2 separate regions of the Oryctolagus cuniculus genome follow, and region 2 is linked to region 1. Evidence: chromatin contacts called from public Hi-C data. All regions are on one chromosome and are shown on one strand. The core of a region is the stretch at or near the end of the contact, and the rest is flanking DNA. Distances in the headings are between cores, read along the strand shown. Region 1 holds the start of LOC100342447 (zinc finger protein with KRAB and SCAN domains 7-like). Region 2 holds the start of TCAIM (T cell activation inhibitor, mitochondrial).

The links. A called contact is a pair of places that touch in the nucleus more often than the background predicts.
Region 2: a contact with region 1 is called in a Hi-C map of an unstated tissue, with 2.0 times the contacts expected there. The contact joins the promoter of TCAIM here to the promoter of LOC100342447 in region 1. A contact is called at or near these places in 2 of 6 Hi-C or Micro-C datasets (psoas muscle and an unstated tissue).

Annotation. Positions count from the first base shown.
Region 1 is chr10:111,940,876-111,948,599 of mOryCun1.1, reverse strand. LOC100342447 (zinc finger protein with KRAB and SCAN domains 7-like) reads left to right here and starts at 3,467. Exons shown (of 3, transcript XM_070051041.1): 1 at 3,467-4,530; 2 at 7,682-7,724. The coding sequence starts at 4,371. All of the region lies in intron 1 of LOC100344656 (kinesin-like protein KIF9), which reads left to right. All of the region lies in intron 1 of LOC138844136 (a long non-coding RNA gene), which reads right to left.
Region 2 is chr10:112,076,120-112,083,843 of mOryCun1.1, reverse strand. It overlaps TCAIM (T cell activation inhibitor, mitochondrial), which reads left to right and starts at 4,987. Exons shown (of 11, transcript XM_070051044.1): 1 at 4,987-5,179. The coding sequence starts at 4,987. LOC103349176 (a long non-coding RNA gene) reads right to left here and starts at 4,776. Exons shown (of 7, transcript XR_007921945.2): 1 at 4,641-4,776.

The DNA.
Region 1 (7,724 bases), core at 2,218-4,717:
TCGTGGGCCATACAAAATTATTAACTTAAAAATTAGCCTGCTGTAGATTCACTGAATTTCTAGTCCCACCAACAGTTACTTTGGCAGGGTCAGACCAAGTGATTTTGTGGACCTTAAATGGCCCATGGGCCAGATGGTCACCAACTATACCCTAGTGCCATATGACGAATGCCATTCTAGAATGAGAATTGAAATGAGGTTTTCATGCCTAAAAGGAAAGGAAACCTGAGTCTGAGTCCTAGATAATGAACAGGAACTGTCAGTGAATTACAAGTTTGTTACCACAGTGCAGTTTAGTTCTGCCTTCTGCTAATTAATATGCACAGCTGCTGTGTTGAAGAGCTGTAACTGATTTATTAATAACTGCCTAGTGGAGAAGCTGGGGACCTCACACCCTGGGGAGCTTCTGGTTCTACCACTACTAGTGATAAATATATTAACAGAGAAAGTCCCTAAAATCTCAGTATATGTAACCCAAAAACGGCAAGTCCAGCACAGTTTATGGAAGAAGGTATATTTTACCTGTATTTGTGCTCTGAACATGCCACAGTGAGTGAGCTTGTAAATATGCTCTATTTAATTAATGTTTTGATTTTCTGCTCCAACTGCTGGTGAAAAAATATAACCATGAGATTGTTAAGGGCTAGTTAGGTAACAGGAAGCAAGGGTTAGAAACTAAATGTCTATGCTCTGAGGTTTTGTTTTGTTTTGTTTTGTTTTTAAAGATTTATTTATTTTGCTTGAAAGTCAGAGTTAAACAGAGAGAAGGGGGAGGGTATTCCATCTGCTGGTTCGCTCCCCAATTGGCCGCAACAGCCAGAGCTATGCCAATTCAAAGCCAGCAGCCAGGAGCCTCTTTTGGGTCTCCCACACGGGTTCAGGGACCCAAAGGCTTGGGCCATCCTCCACTGCTTTCCCAGGCCATAGCAGAGAGCTGGATAGGAAGTGGATCAGCCAGGTCTCAAACTGGGGCCCATATGGGATGCTGGCACTGCAGGCAGAGGCTTTACCCGCTATGCCACCGTGCCAGCCCTGAGGTTTTCTTAAGGTTTCTAAAGTATAGTGTTGCCTGATCCTAATTGATTTTTATATAAATTATTGAGGAGATATAGTACATAATTGAAAACTGAGTTTGCATATAACCCTAAAGACCTTTAGAAAATGTCAAAAGTCAGCAAATATTAATGGAACACTAACATGGGGGTAAGCATTAAGAGCTAGTAGCCAAAACTGGTAAATTCTTTCCATCAAAAAACTTAGGTTGTAGTGGAGGAAAAATAGACAATAAGGACATAAATAATATAATTTAAAAATTTGGCCGGCGCTGCGGCTCAATAGGCTAATCCTCCGCCTGCAGCGCCGGCACACTGGGTTCTAGTCCCAGTTGGGGTGCCGGATTCTGTCCCGGTTGCCCCTCTTCCAGGCCAGCTCTCTGCTGTGACCAGGGAGTACAGTGGAGGATGGCCCAAGTGCTTGGGCCCTACAACCCATGGGAGACCAGGAGAAGCACCTGGCTCCTGCCTTCGGATTAGCGCGGTGCACCGGCCGCAGCGTGCCGGCTGCGGCGGCCATTGGAGGGTGAACCAACGGCAAAGGAAGACCTTTCTCTCTGTCTCTCTCTCTCACTGTCCACTGCCTGTCAAAAAACAATTAATATATGCCATATAGAAAATATAACCAGGTAATCTGAGAGAGACTATCCCTGCTTTGTCAGTGTAGTAAAGCTTTTCTGAAAAGGAGACAGTTTCCTGTGAAATTGGGAAAACTCTTAAGGTTTGTGAGCTTTCTGTTCCAAAGTATTGTGTCAGCCCTCAGCTTTACAACATTATTTGTGCACATACAGGTATATACACCTGTCACTCTTTAATTCCTTTTACTTCTGCATGTTGTAGGCTAAGGCCCTAGAGAATGTACTGAATTGCTCTTCTGGCTCCCTCTCATAGATGATTCTTCATAAGCAAATTTGCATCTGAAGATCTGACACAGTAGAAATGGTTATAGAATCTGGTCCTCAGGTTCCTACCAAGCAGGTCAACAGAGGAATGGCAAGTAGGATTACAAGCTTTAGATTCTGCCTCGACAATTTTTCTTCTTAGGAAGCTGTACTGTTTCTCTCCTGTAGGCAGCTGCTAGGGCTGGAAGGACACTCTGACTCTTCTTTTCCATGGTTTGCTTTCTGGAGGAGGCTTCTTAGAGATTTGGGCTCAGCATCTTCAAGGATGCTATTTGGACCCAATTGTATTTCGATCTCTAGGTTTCAGCACCAATACAGGACCAGGAAGTGGAAGTGGAGGAGATGACAGCTCTTGGTACAGCAGAGGAATCTCATATCTCACCCTGCAGTGGGGGCTTATCCTCTGGAGCCCACCTGCAGCCTCATGACCCAGGGGCACACCACCACCCAACCACAATAGGCACTTGGTACTCATCTCCCGAACCGTGGCCTCAAATCATGCTTCCCTTATCTACTCAGGAGTCTCCTTCATCTGTCCATCTCCCACCTATTGGAATCCCTCTTGCCCTGCCATCTGTTTGTCTTCCCTAGTGATTTTTGTCTGTTCCTTCTTCAGTCATGTAGTTAGCAATTTTCTGTCAAGTCCATGTCATGGGAAATGCATTGCTGGGGACCGAAGAAATACAGTATACTCTCACTGCTTTCAAAGAGCTTGTTATCTTGTGGTAGGGAATTATTCATACATGTAAGAGGCCATCTCACAGGATACATATGAGTGACATCTGTCCTCAGGGATATGACCCCATCACATGTGAGCAATGTGGGTGTTGTAAAAGATGATCACTGGGTAAAAAGCAAGATCTCTGTGTGCTGCAGCAGGAAGGAGGTGCTTCATGGAGGAAGTAGCTGTGGGTGTTCAATGAAAAATGACAGAGGATTCTGAAGGAGCTAGAAAAGTGAAAAGTGTGCCATTTGCGAGGATATAAGCAAAAACTTCATATTGGGGTTTTCTTGAGCCCCTCCTAAGGTAGGCTCTGGAAGGGTTCTATTTGTGCAGGGCCTTTGAGGTTGAAGCCAGGAAGACGTTGGTGATCGGAGAGTGATATGTTAGTATGTAAGGAAGTTCACTCTGGTGAGCATTATGGATAGAAGAGGCTGTGGTAGTAGAAAGATGAGAGGTAGTTGCTGGCTGAATGGAAAAGTGTAGATGTGAAAAACACTATGATGGAAGGGTCCATAGGACTTGGGTTCCCAACAAAAGGAAGTGGGGTGGGTATTTGGCTTACCAGATAAAATGCCTCTTTCCAGCAACACAGTCCTTGGATTTGATCCCCAGCTCTGACTCCTGACTCCAGCTTCCCACTAACGCAGCCTCTTGGAGACCCCAGTGATGGCTTAAGTAATTGGTCTACATGTAAGACCTGAATTAAGTACCTGGTCCCTCCCAGCTTCAGCCTGGCCTAGCCCCAGCCCTTCTTTTCTCTCTCTCTCTCTCCCTCAAATAAATAAATAAATAAATAAATGGAGAGGAGGAAGAATGAAGAGTTTGGGTGTATGATAAAGTCATTTGACAGAATTTTGCAAATCAGTAAAGGAACAGAAAAAAATGAAATGTCTCATAGGCAACCAAAAGTGTGTGATAGGTGTGTCGTGTGGAGGGGAGAAGTGAGAACTATGAGAGAAGTGAGAAAGTCAGTGAGATCATTGACAGAAGGAAGCACCAGGGACTGGACTTCTAAGAGTGTCCATAGTGAGGACAGGAGCAGGAAGAAAGATGAGCTGTGAGGTGGAAAACAGGCTTGTGGTAGTTGCTGGGGAGGCCATGGGGAGAGAATGTGGTCAGAAGTGCAGTTTGCTTCAGAGAGGCTGAAGAGAATGAGCGCTGGGAGGAAGACTTTCTACTGAGCCCTCCAGGGAAAATTCACAGCACTCTTGGGATTATACCTTCTGGAAGAAGGAGAAGAGTCAGTGTGTGTGGAGCTCCCTGGGGTCTGTTGACTAAACTCAGTGGGAATATAGATCTTACCGCGGTGAGGGTGGGGCTTCTCCTGATCACAGCCTTCTTCCCTCTCTCAGTTCAGCTTGCTTCCCCAAGCAGGGAACTCAGGAGACCAAGCAGTGGCCACTGTGCTTTAGATGGTCAGGCCCCAGGCCTGCGTGGCTCTGTTTTCCCAAGTTCCTATGTTGTAGTCCAAGAATGGCTAGAGCTCACCCCCAGGGCCCTTCCCCTCTGAGACAGCACCTGTGGGTCTCCTGACTGCTTTCCCTGGAGCTGGGTTCCTACTTGTAGTTAGTGGACTCTGCTGCCCTGGACTTGTCCTATGGGATGGATCATCCTAGCTCCCTTTCCCCACCGTTTGGCCCACCAAGAGTTTGAACGCTCTGTATCTCTGATGCCTCTGCTCTTACACTGGGGATGTTCCCACGCAATAGAAGCTTGTCATCCCAGGAGACTGCAGTGTCTGAGGACCTGTCTGTGGACTCCAGTCAGGAGAACTGGAGAGGTCCAGCCCTCAGTCAGAGGGCCCCGCACCAGAACATGAAGCCAGAAAATCGCCATGACACGGCCTTGCTGTGTAATGGCTCTCTTTCCCAGTTGCCTGGAGTCTGCACTGTGTGCATTTTCTTTGCTGTATTCGTATTCGAACTTTTTATTATGAAGATTTCCAAATGTGGGTGAAGTAGCAGAGTGAATTCTGCATCCATTACTCAGTTTAGCATTCTCTTTACTTCATGATTGACAGGGTGTTTTTTTAAGTTCTGAGGAATAGGGAATCACTCAAGTTAGGATGAGTAAGGAGCTAGCTATGTGTTGTTGACTTAAAGGAATAGGAACCCAGAACAAACTAATGAACTAATGGACAGAGGTCTTCATGGAGATTAGGCCTTGACCTAAGGCAGCCTAAGAGCCTCACAGAAAAACCAAATGTTCCAGTGTGAATGAAGTACAACTGTTTACAAGTTTTCTGTCTCCTCTCACTGCTACCCATTTCTTCACTGAATCTTTTGTTAAATTACCATAGCTCTTCCTACTTATTTAGATTTTCTGATCCTTCATATTTGCTTGCTATGGGTCTTAATACCTTGAATTGGCTGCATGCATCATTTTAGGTTATACTCTGCCTCATAACTGACTTAATTTTAATTTTGCCTTACTTCCTATTCCAAACTTTATTAGAAAAGGCTTCTGGTTGATACAGCGATTGTATATCACCTGTTTAGGCAGTCTGTTGGCCCAGGCCACAGCAAAAATTAATGACTGCACTGTAGTTGAACTACACTTCCATCTATTTTCTGACTTTAAAGATTTATTTATTTATTTGAAAGTCAGAGTCCACGGAGAAAGAGATCCATCTGCTGGTTCACTGCCGGAATGGCCAAGGCTGGGCCAGGCCAAAGCCAGGAGTCAGGAGCTTCTTAACAATTCTCATACGTGCGTGCAGGGGCCGAAGAACTCGGCCCATCCTTCACTGCTTTCCTAGGCACATTAACAGGGAACTGGATTGGAAGTGGAACAGCCGGGACTGAACTGTCACCCATATGGGATGCAGGCGGCAGATCTACCTGATAAGCCACAATGCCAGCCCCCATCTTTAACATTCTATATACTAAGTGGCCGGTTGACTATAGCCCTGGTTAAGATATGATTGAAAGGAAACAGCATGTTAGGAACCAATCCTGACCACAATATTTCTCCCTTCTCCCATATTTTGTATTCAAAACCAGAATTTAAGGTGAATGTTAAGTTATCTTTCTAGAGAACCAAGATCCCATATGTCGCTCCCCCATTCACAGAGGAACGACACTAAACCCTGCGCTGTTCTTTTTGTCTGCTCGGCCCTTCCCAGGTTTGCTGCTGGTCCTTCCCGGGTTGGCTGCCATCCCTCCACCTCCGTGGAGGGGCGGGCCCCCCTGCCACTTTCCCCACTTCTGCAGGGGAGCGGCACACTGCCAGCCGGCTCTCTCGGGGGCTGCTCAGATGTTCCTCAGGTGTTCCTCTTAGATGTTCCTGGTGCATGTTGTCTCTCTCCTCCTTTATAGTCCTCTTCCACCAATCCCAACTCTGCTACCCACACGCTGAGTACGCTGCTCTCCTGCAATCAGGAGCAGGATCAGCTCCTGCAGGTTACTGGTCGAACTGGAGGCAGCTGTGTAAAAGTTGTTTACTCCTCTCCCAGCGCCATATTGTGGGAGAGCAGATGCATAGAATAAGTCTTAATTCCAGTAACTTAGTCTAGTCCGAGTTGCTCCCCACACCATAAAGATATTTTAATTCATATTTCAAATTATTGCTGCCTTTCTTGTTATATGATAATAAATCCTTTTCTTGTCAGTCCAGTGCTCTGGGGACCAGTGGTATTCCCACTTTTGGACCTCCTCTTCTGCCCCCTTTAACATGGGTCCCCAGCATTTCTGATCCTATAGCATCTCTAAATTTCGTCACTGTCGTGTCATATAAGATCTCTTCTTTTTGTGCACTTTCCTATCCATATTCTCTTTACATAGACTTCCCATCAACTCACTCCCATCTTTATTCCTCTCACTTTTTCATATTTGGCTTAAGATATTTGCCACTCTTGTATCTTGCAACATGTTGTCTGTAAAGCAGGAAACCACACAGCATCATGGTTGGAAAGGAACTTAGAGATCCTTAGTTTACTAAGGAGACTTGGCATTACAGTGACTTCTTTAAGATCATCACATGCTTTTTTTTTTTTTTTTTTTTTTTTTTTTTTTTTTGACAGGCAGAGTGGACAGTGTGAGAGAGAGAAACAGAAAGGTCTTCCTTTTCCGTTGGTTCACCCCCCATTGGCCACTGCGGCCGGTGCACTGCGGCTGGCGCACTGAGCTGATCTGAAGCCAGGAGCCAGGTGCTTCTCCTGATCTCCCATGCAGGCGCAGGGCCCAAGGACTTGGGCCATCCTCCACTGCACTCCCAGGCCACAGCAGAGAGCTGGACTGGAAGAGGAGCAACTGGAACAGAATCCGGTGCCCCGACCAGGACTAGAACACAGGGTACCGGCGCCGCAGGTGGAGGTTTAGCCTAGTGAGCCACGGCGCCAGCCATGTCATGCTTTTCAGTCCTGGAGACTACTTTCCAGTTACCATTTTCACTTTTTAAGAAAGAGTTATTTCAAAGGCAGAGTTAGAAAACGTCAGATATCTTCCATCCGCTGGTTCACTCCCCCAAATGGCTACAATGGCCAAAGCTGGGCAAATCCAAAGCTGGGAGCCAGAGGCTTCTTCTGGGTTTCCCATGTGGGTATAGGGCCCAAAGTACTTGGGCTGTCCTCTACTGCTTTACCAGGTGCATTAGCACAGAGCTGGATTGGAAATGGAGCACCCTGGACTTGAACCAGCACCCATATGGGATGCTGGTGCCACAGGTAGCAGTTTTACCCACTAGGCCACAGTGCCATCCCCATCATTGTCACTTGACTGTGCTGGCTTAACCTTTGTCTCACTGTCATTTTTTCACCTTCCACTGTCTTCCTGACCGTCTTTCTTGTCATCCTGCTGGCCATCTTCTCTCCCCTTATTTTTCTGTACCTTAATTAAAAATTGAGACACTTCTATTTCCTGTCTTGTTCTCTGTACTATGTCATTCCTTAACCTTCGGGAAGCTTTTGTGACTTTTCTTCAGGTCCATGGGATCTTCATGATTCTTTCTGATCCCTCAACAGCACAAGAAATGAGTAAAAGTTGTTTTCTTCTTTCTTTTGGCAGCAGGTAGGAACGTGGAAGAGAGTTCAGAACTGACTCCAGAGCA
Region 2 (7,724 bases), core at 3,738-6,237, 130 kb before region 1:
AATCAAAATGTAAATTATACCTACCTATAGCAAAGCGAGTTAACAGTTTGTTGCTCTTGGCAGTAATCTAAGGAGGTGCGAATACCTAGTGGCTGGAAATCCAAAGCCTGGAGCCAGAAGGCAATGCCCCAGGCTGGCTTAGAGAGATGAGTGCTTATCCCCTCATTTGTGGCATTGGAGTAACTGGACTTAATTTCAAAGGTAGTGAAAGTCAGGCAAAAATGAGATAAAACCTGTATTTGTTTAGCACCTGGCACAAGATAGTTCCTCAAAGCTTAGCCATCATCTACATTTGAAAGACTTCTTGGGGACCATCTGCAGTCCTGGCATCCCACATGAGCACTGGTTTGAGTCCCAGCTGCTCCATTTCTGATCCAACTTTCTGCTAATGGCCAGGGAAAGCAGCAGAAAATGATCCAAGTCCTTGGACCCATGCACCCTCATGAGAGACCCAGAAGAAGCTCCTGGCTTCTGGCTTCAGCTCAGCCCAGCTCCGGCTGTTGCAGCCATTTGGGGAGCGAACCAGCGGATGGAAGATCTGTGTGTGTGTGTGTGTGTGTGTGTGTGTGTATAACTCTGCCTTTCAAATAAATAACTTTTTTTAAGATATAGATTTATTTACTTATTTATTTATTTTTGAAAGTCAGAGTTACGCAGAGAGAAAAGGAGAGGCAGAGGGAGAGAAAGAAAGGTCTTCCATCTGCTGGTTCACTCTCCAGTTGGCTGCAACAGTCAGAGCTGCACTGATCTGAAGCCAGGAGCCAGGAGTAGGAGATTCTTCCAGGTCTCCCACACAGGTACAGTGGCCCAAGGACTTGAGCCATATTCCAATACATTCTCAGGCCATAGAAGAGTACAGGGTAGGAAATAGAGCAGCTGGGACATGAACCAGCACCCATTTGGGATGCCAGCACCGCAGGCGGTGGCCTTACCCACTATGCCACAATGCCAGCCCCTCAAATAAATAAATCTTTAAAAAAGAAATATTTCTTGAAGAAATTTGTCTTAAGCATTTTTAAAAGATTGATTTTAGGGGCCAGCACCATGCAGCAGGTTAATCCTCCGTCTGTGGCACCAGCATCCCATATGGACGCCAGTTCTATTTCCGGCTGCTCCTCTTCCAATCCAGCTCTCTGCTGTGGCCTGGGAAAGCAGCAGAAGATGGCCCAAGTCCTGGGGCCCCTGCACCCACATGGGAGACAGGGAAGAAGCACCTGGCTCCTGGCTTTAGATCAGCACAGCTCCAGCCATTGTGGCCACCTAGGGAGAACCAACGGACGGAAGACCTTTCTCCCTGTCTCTCCCTCTCACTGTCTGTAACTCTATCTCTCCAGTAAATAAATAAAATCTTTAAAAATAAAAAAAGATTTATTTTATTTACTTTGAAAGGCAGAATAACAGAGAGACAGAGAGAGGAAGAGACAGATCAATGTTCCATCTCCTGGTTCACTCCCAAACATCTTCAACAGCCATGGCTGGGCCAGGCTGAAGCCCAGAGCCTGGAACTCTTGTCTGGGATGGACCAACATCCATGGTCTTCCAGGCCCATTAGCAGGAAGCTGGACAGGAGGTGGAGCAGCCAGAACTCAAAACCAGCAGATATGCAACGTGGCATGACAAGCAGTAGCTTCATCACTCTGCCACAACACCAGGCCCATCCTAAAATGTTTTAAACAAATTTTACATATTTAAATTGGTTTTAAAAATATGACAATATAATGCTGCCTGTATACAATTTGGATATCCCAAGAGTTTTAAAGATTTTCCTTGGGGCCGGCGCTGTGGCACAGTGGGTTAAATCCCTGGACTGAAGCACCAGCATCCCATATGGGTGCTGGTTCAAATCCCAGCCGCTCCTCTTCTGATTCAGGTTTCTGCTATGGCCTGGGATAGCAGATGGCCCGTCCTTGTGCCCCTGCACACACATTGGAGACCCGGAAGAAGCTCCTGGCTCTTGGCTTCGGATCGGCACAGCTCCGGCCGTTTCGGCCATTTGGGGAGTGAATCAGCAGATGGAAGACCTCTCTCTCTCTCTCTGTCTCTACCTCTCTAATTCTGTCTTTCAAATAAATAAAATAAATCTAAAAAAATTTTAAAAATATTTCCCAATTTATCACCCCTAATAAGCACCTAAATAGGTTAAAAGTTAAACCTCTCCTCTTGAAAAGTGAAGTCTTTAGAACATGCATTGGTGAGCATAGCTACAACATGCTAAACACCTACAGGATGGAAATGTCTTTGATCATTAGTATTCTGCACCATGCCAATCTTACTGTAGGAACAGTAAACAGTGCATGAAGTGGAATGGCGCTAAAAGCACTGCACTCAAACACTGCAGTTAACTATTGGACAGAGGTCAATTCTTCACATTATAATTTATATTATTTCTACGTTTTGGATTCATAATTCAATATAGGGAATAACAATTAACATATATAGTTGTTGTTAGATCTATTCAAACAAAACCTAAGTAGCTATTCTGGTTTTTTGGTTACTGTGAAATTATGCTGTGCTTATTATGACCTGAAATAAAAGCTATTTGCAAAATGCTCAGAAGTCACTTTGCAGTGTTTTTTTATATTTTTATTTCATATTTGATGCTTCAAAAGCATTTTACAAAGAGCACTGCTAGACATACAGGATAAGCTCACTGCCATTTAGTGTAATAAACCTGTCTCTTTATGTGAAGAATTATTCTGTAAAGTAAACACAAGTATTGATCACCTAGGTGTATTTTGGAAGTCTAGGTTTTTACTTGTTAGGATCTTTGCAAAGTTTGACCTGTTATTTGATTTGTGCTCTTTCATTGGGTCGCTACCCACCATTGGAGTGAAAATTTATACAAAAATTTCCTCTGATTTCTTCTTATTCATATGAGATTGAAATGCTTTCAGTTTTAGATTTTACTGAAATCTTCCTGGTATCTATCTAATACCAGTAGTATTCAAAGTCCTGGGACTTTGACACAGATGCTACAGATAGTTTTGAAAATGCTTGTTTAGAGCCGGCGCCATGGCTCAATAGGCTAATCCTCCACCTTGCAGCGCCGGCACACCGGGTTCTAGTCCCAGTCGGGGTGCCGGATTCTGTCCCGGTTGCCCCTCTTCCAGGCCAGCTCTCTGCTGTGGCCCAGGAGTGCAGGGGAGGATGGCCTAAGTGCTTGGGCCCTGCACCCCATGGGAGACCAGGAGAAGCACCTGGCTCCTGCCTTCGGGTCAGCGCGGTATGCCAGGCACAGTGCGCCGGCCGCGGCGGACATTGGAGGGTGAACCAACAGCAAAGGAAGACCTTCCTCTGTGTGTCTCTCTCTCACTGTCCACTCTGCCCGTCAAAAAAAAAAAAAATGCTTGTTTAGGAGAGAACTTTACCTGGGGCTGTGCCACAGTGGGTTAAGCAGCTGCCTGTGACACCAGCATCGAATATGGGCACCAGCTGGAGTCCTGGCTTCTCCATTTCCTCTCCATCTCCGTTAATGTGCTTGGGAAGGTAGCGCAAGATGGCCCAAGTGCTTGGGACCTTGCCACTCATGAGGGAGGACCCAGAATATCTTAGGTTCCTGGCTTTGGCCTGGCCCAGCCCCAGCCATTGAGGTCATTTGTGGAGTGAACAAGCAGTTGGATGATGATGGTGTGTGTGTGTGTGTGTGTGTGTATTTGTGTTTAATTCTGCCTTTCAAGTAAATAAATAAATATTTTAAAAAAAAACCTGCATTCTGAATGCAGATCATGGCTCCCCACACCTGGGCTAGGATATAAATGTTTTATGTACTTATATAGTTCTCTATATTTTAAATATTTTTATGTGTGTTGCAAACTTTTAACATTTAAATTATGAATGAGACCTGGGACTAGCGCTGTGGTATAGCAGCAGGTAAAGCCGCTGCCTGCAGTGCCAGCATCCCATATGGGTGCCGACTCGAGTCCCAGCTGCTCGACTTCCCATCCAGTTCTCTGCCGTGGCCTGGGGAAGCAGTGGCAGATGGCCCTGGTCCTCGGGCTCCTGCACCCACATGGGAGACCCAGAAGAAACTCCTGGCTCCTGGCTTCAGATCAGCTCAGTTCCAGCCGTTGTGGCCATCTAGGGAGTGAACCAGCAGACAGAAGACAGCTCGCTCGCTCGCTCTGCCTCTCTGTAACTCTTTGAAATAAATAAATAAAACTTAAAAAAAAAAAAAAGATGAGAATGAGACCTACTTGAGACTTGAAATCAAACAAGTTATTAGCATTCAATAAACATTTTAGTGACTGCAAGGATGTTACATGTTCAGAGAAGGATTTTCTTTAGGTACCATCCTTTCTTGTGTTTAAGCAGCACCTAAAAAGTCTTTATCCTTGGTCAATCCAAAAGCTCTAAGAACCATGTCTGCAGGGGAAATACGTGGTAGTTTATTCGAGTCAATCTGGCATACTGTTGAAAATAACATCAACAACTTCGTTTCTATATTTTAAAACACTGTTCTTAAGTGCATAAACACTGTCACATAGACGTTGGCCTGGAATCATACATACGGGTCCTTCCTTGCCAAGCTACCTTAGGAAGCCAAACTCCTTTTCCGAAGTCACCGTCATAATCTGCCGCACATTCTCCAAGGCAGTAAGCCTCGCCCTTAATTTGATCTTTAAGCCAGAATTTAAAATCACCTAGGAAAAGACCGGGCGGCCTCCGGGCGCTGAGGCGGGAGCTCCGGCACGGGTACAACCGGGCGGCGGTAACCGCCCTGACTGAAACGGGCACCGGGCCAGAAAGGCTGACTGACAAGCGGAGGGTCGTGGCGAGCTGCGCGGCGCCTGGCACTCCTCCAAGGGCTATCGGAGACCCTCAGACCGGGCGCCAGGAAGCAGCAGCGCCCACGGAGACGCCAGCGCTAGATTTCAGAACGGGGCTGAGCGGGCCTGGACCTCCCTCCTGTGAGGAGAACCCACGGCGCGCCGCGGCCGCGCCCCCGCCCGGGACACTCGGCGGGGGACGGCCAGGGACTGCCGGCGCATGCGCGCGCCCGCCAGGCTCCGGCGCGCGCTCGGTCGTCCTCCGTCCCCGGGCCTCCCAGCGACCCTCGGGCCGGCCTTCCCCACCTGCGGAGCAGGGATTTTTCCAGCTCCCTCCGGCCTCATTCCGCGTCATCTCGGGAGTGCTAGTTCGCGCTTCCGAAAGCCTCCCGCGGAGCCCCTCAGGGCGGCCGGTAAGAGGGCGGAGAGGCAAGGCGGTGGGGGGGAGGGGTGCGGGGGCGTCCCCAGGGCGCCGGCGTCGGCGCCGGGCAGGAGCAGCGGGCGGTTGAACCCGCGCCTCCGGCTGCGCGCAGGCGCCTTGGGAAGAGGCCGGGCCCGCTCCGGCCAATGAGAGCGCGGCCTGCGGCCCGCCCCTTGTCCGGGCTCACCTCGGGCGAGCGGCGCGTGCACTGCTGAGGTGTCGAGGTGGGGGCCGGACCCGCGCTGCCGGCGGAAGTGGCTCCGAGGGCGCGCGTGCGCATGCGCATGCCCCGTGCTGCGGGAGCCGCGGCGTTCCCCGGGTTGGTGCGGGGTGGGCGCTGGCCGAGGGCGCTTGCGGGAGCTGTGAGGCGCAGCCGGGGAGGGGTCGCAGGAGGGCGCCCGGGGCTGGATGCGCCGGCGGCCCGGGCGGCCGTGTCGCGTCGCTTTGAACTCGCCTTGAAATGACGCAAAGGCGCTTTCGGTTTTGTCGTAGCCTACTGTGGTGTTTCCGAAAGCCCGTTAGGATTTAAATCTCAGAATGAAGATATTTAAGAAAGAAAGCTACCGCGTTCCCGTGGGTTGATCTCATGTAAAAATGGAGGAAAGCTACCTGCCCTTGTCCCTCCTTTGTGGAGCAAACATAGAAGCCGCGTGAGACGGGCACTGCCGTGGTCGCCGTCTGATGAGCGAAGCCCGAGATCGACTTTGTCAAGTTTCTTTCCACTAAAGACTCCACATGGCCAGAGCTCCGTCCTGGGCCCACGACTTGGCAAAGGCTTGGTGGCGGCAAAACAGCGTTCTTATTTACGCGCTCCCCTTGTGTAGACTTCTCACCGATTTAGAGAGCAAACCTAATTTGGTTTGAAACTCCACAAGAGATTTAATGCCTCATTTACCATATTAGTATGGTTCCATCAGAAATCTTTATTTGATGAAGTCGAAGCCAGTATGACCGTTAAGTGTATTAAAGTTGTCATTACCGGTGATTTGTGAGTTACTTCCTTCATCTTCCGTCTCTGGTCCAGGGAGGACACCATCTCCTCCCCCACACCCCCACTCTAGGTTTGGCATCTGGGAGTTTCCCATAATACTCTGTGCATGTCTGAATCATTGCATTTCCTCCAGTGTTTTATGATTATCTTGTGTGTCTCTGTTTCCACTGCTCCTTCTCTATCTCCAAGACTGTAAGCTTTTTGAGGGCTGGAACTAAGGATTTTGTATTCCCGGTGCTTTATATAGGAATTTGAGTTAGTGTTCCATAAAGGCCTCCTGATGATTGCCTGAATTAGCACTGGATGCTTCCCCCATCAGATAAGCCACTGCAACCTCCTTGGTTAGTTGGTAGCATGCCTGATGCCTTTTCCAAATGGGATACCGGGCAGAGTGGAATGAAGACAGGAACCACTCAAGAAAGAATTTGAAGACAGGAAGCCTGCAAGTTGATGTGGGCGGCCCAGGCTTTTGAAGCTGGTGTCACTAACAGATGAGTGTGTCCTGCTCCACCCTGAAGCAGTCTCCTAGATCTGCCAGTTGTGATTTGAGTTTCTGTGTAGCTAGTCCTGTAAGAGGAAGCACGTTAGAGCTGAACCTTGTAGTCTTCATCGCAGCTGGATTCCCCAAAGTGAAGTTGAGGTTCTGTGATCAGCCAGGGCCCTCTGGTTTAGTTTTCCCAGAGCCTGCTTGTTCCTTGAACAGGCTCCTCTAGGTGGATATAAAGAATTGCCGAGCCCTTTGAGTTCTGAACTGAGAGCGTTGGGCTCTTGATCTTGCAAAGCGGAGCACTAACCCAGGATCAGCACCGCAGAAGCCCAGCAGCCAAGCCACTGGGCTGCGGGCTCTGACGATGTCTTTGCTTACTTAGTTAGGTGTATTTCATTCTCAGAAGAAGGTAAACCGCACAGGAAACAACTGTGTCAAACAAAAACTTAAAAGTCTTCATTTGATTTTTACCATCCAAAGATCTTTCCCTGAGTTTTTCTCGCGAGCACTTTTAAGTTTCCAATTCTGCAGGGCCTGGTTGGGGCCTCGGGTGGGTTCCAGGTGATAGCTCCCACTGCTTTGAGACCACTGCCCTTTTTCTCCTTCCTTCCCTCTTTTCCAAAACTGGCTCCTGATATGACCACGTTCCTTGTCAGTCTTCAGAGCCCACTCTTAAAGGAAGGCTTATGAGAAATACCCAAAAGACTCAACCTAGTAAGACTCCAAGAAATATCGGTTTCCATCCTTATTCTTAAACAAACATATTTTTAACTTTTTCCAATGATTTGTATAGGAACAGATCATCTTAGAACAATAATTTGAGTGGCTACCAAAAGTAGTAATTGCATTTCATTTTTAGGTAAATAGGCATAAAGAGAAAATAAGGCTGCAAGCAGAGACAAAGGAAGCAAAGTGGACCCAACGCTAACCTTGAAAAGCGGCTGTTCCCAGTTATCTGGTGGAGCAGCTGTGCATGGTTATCTTGTCTACAAAGGAAAGATGTCCTAATTTCTGATTCTGTAACTCCAGTCATAAATCTGTTCTATAAATTTTCCCCTG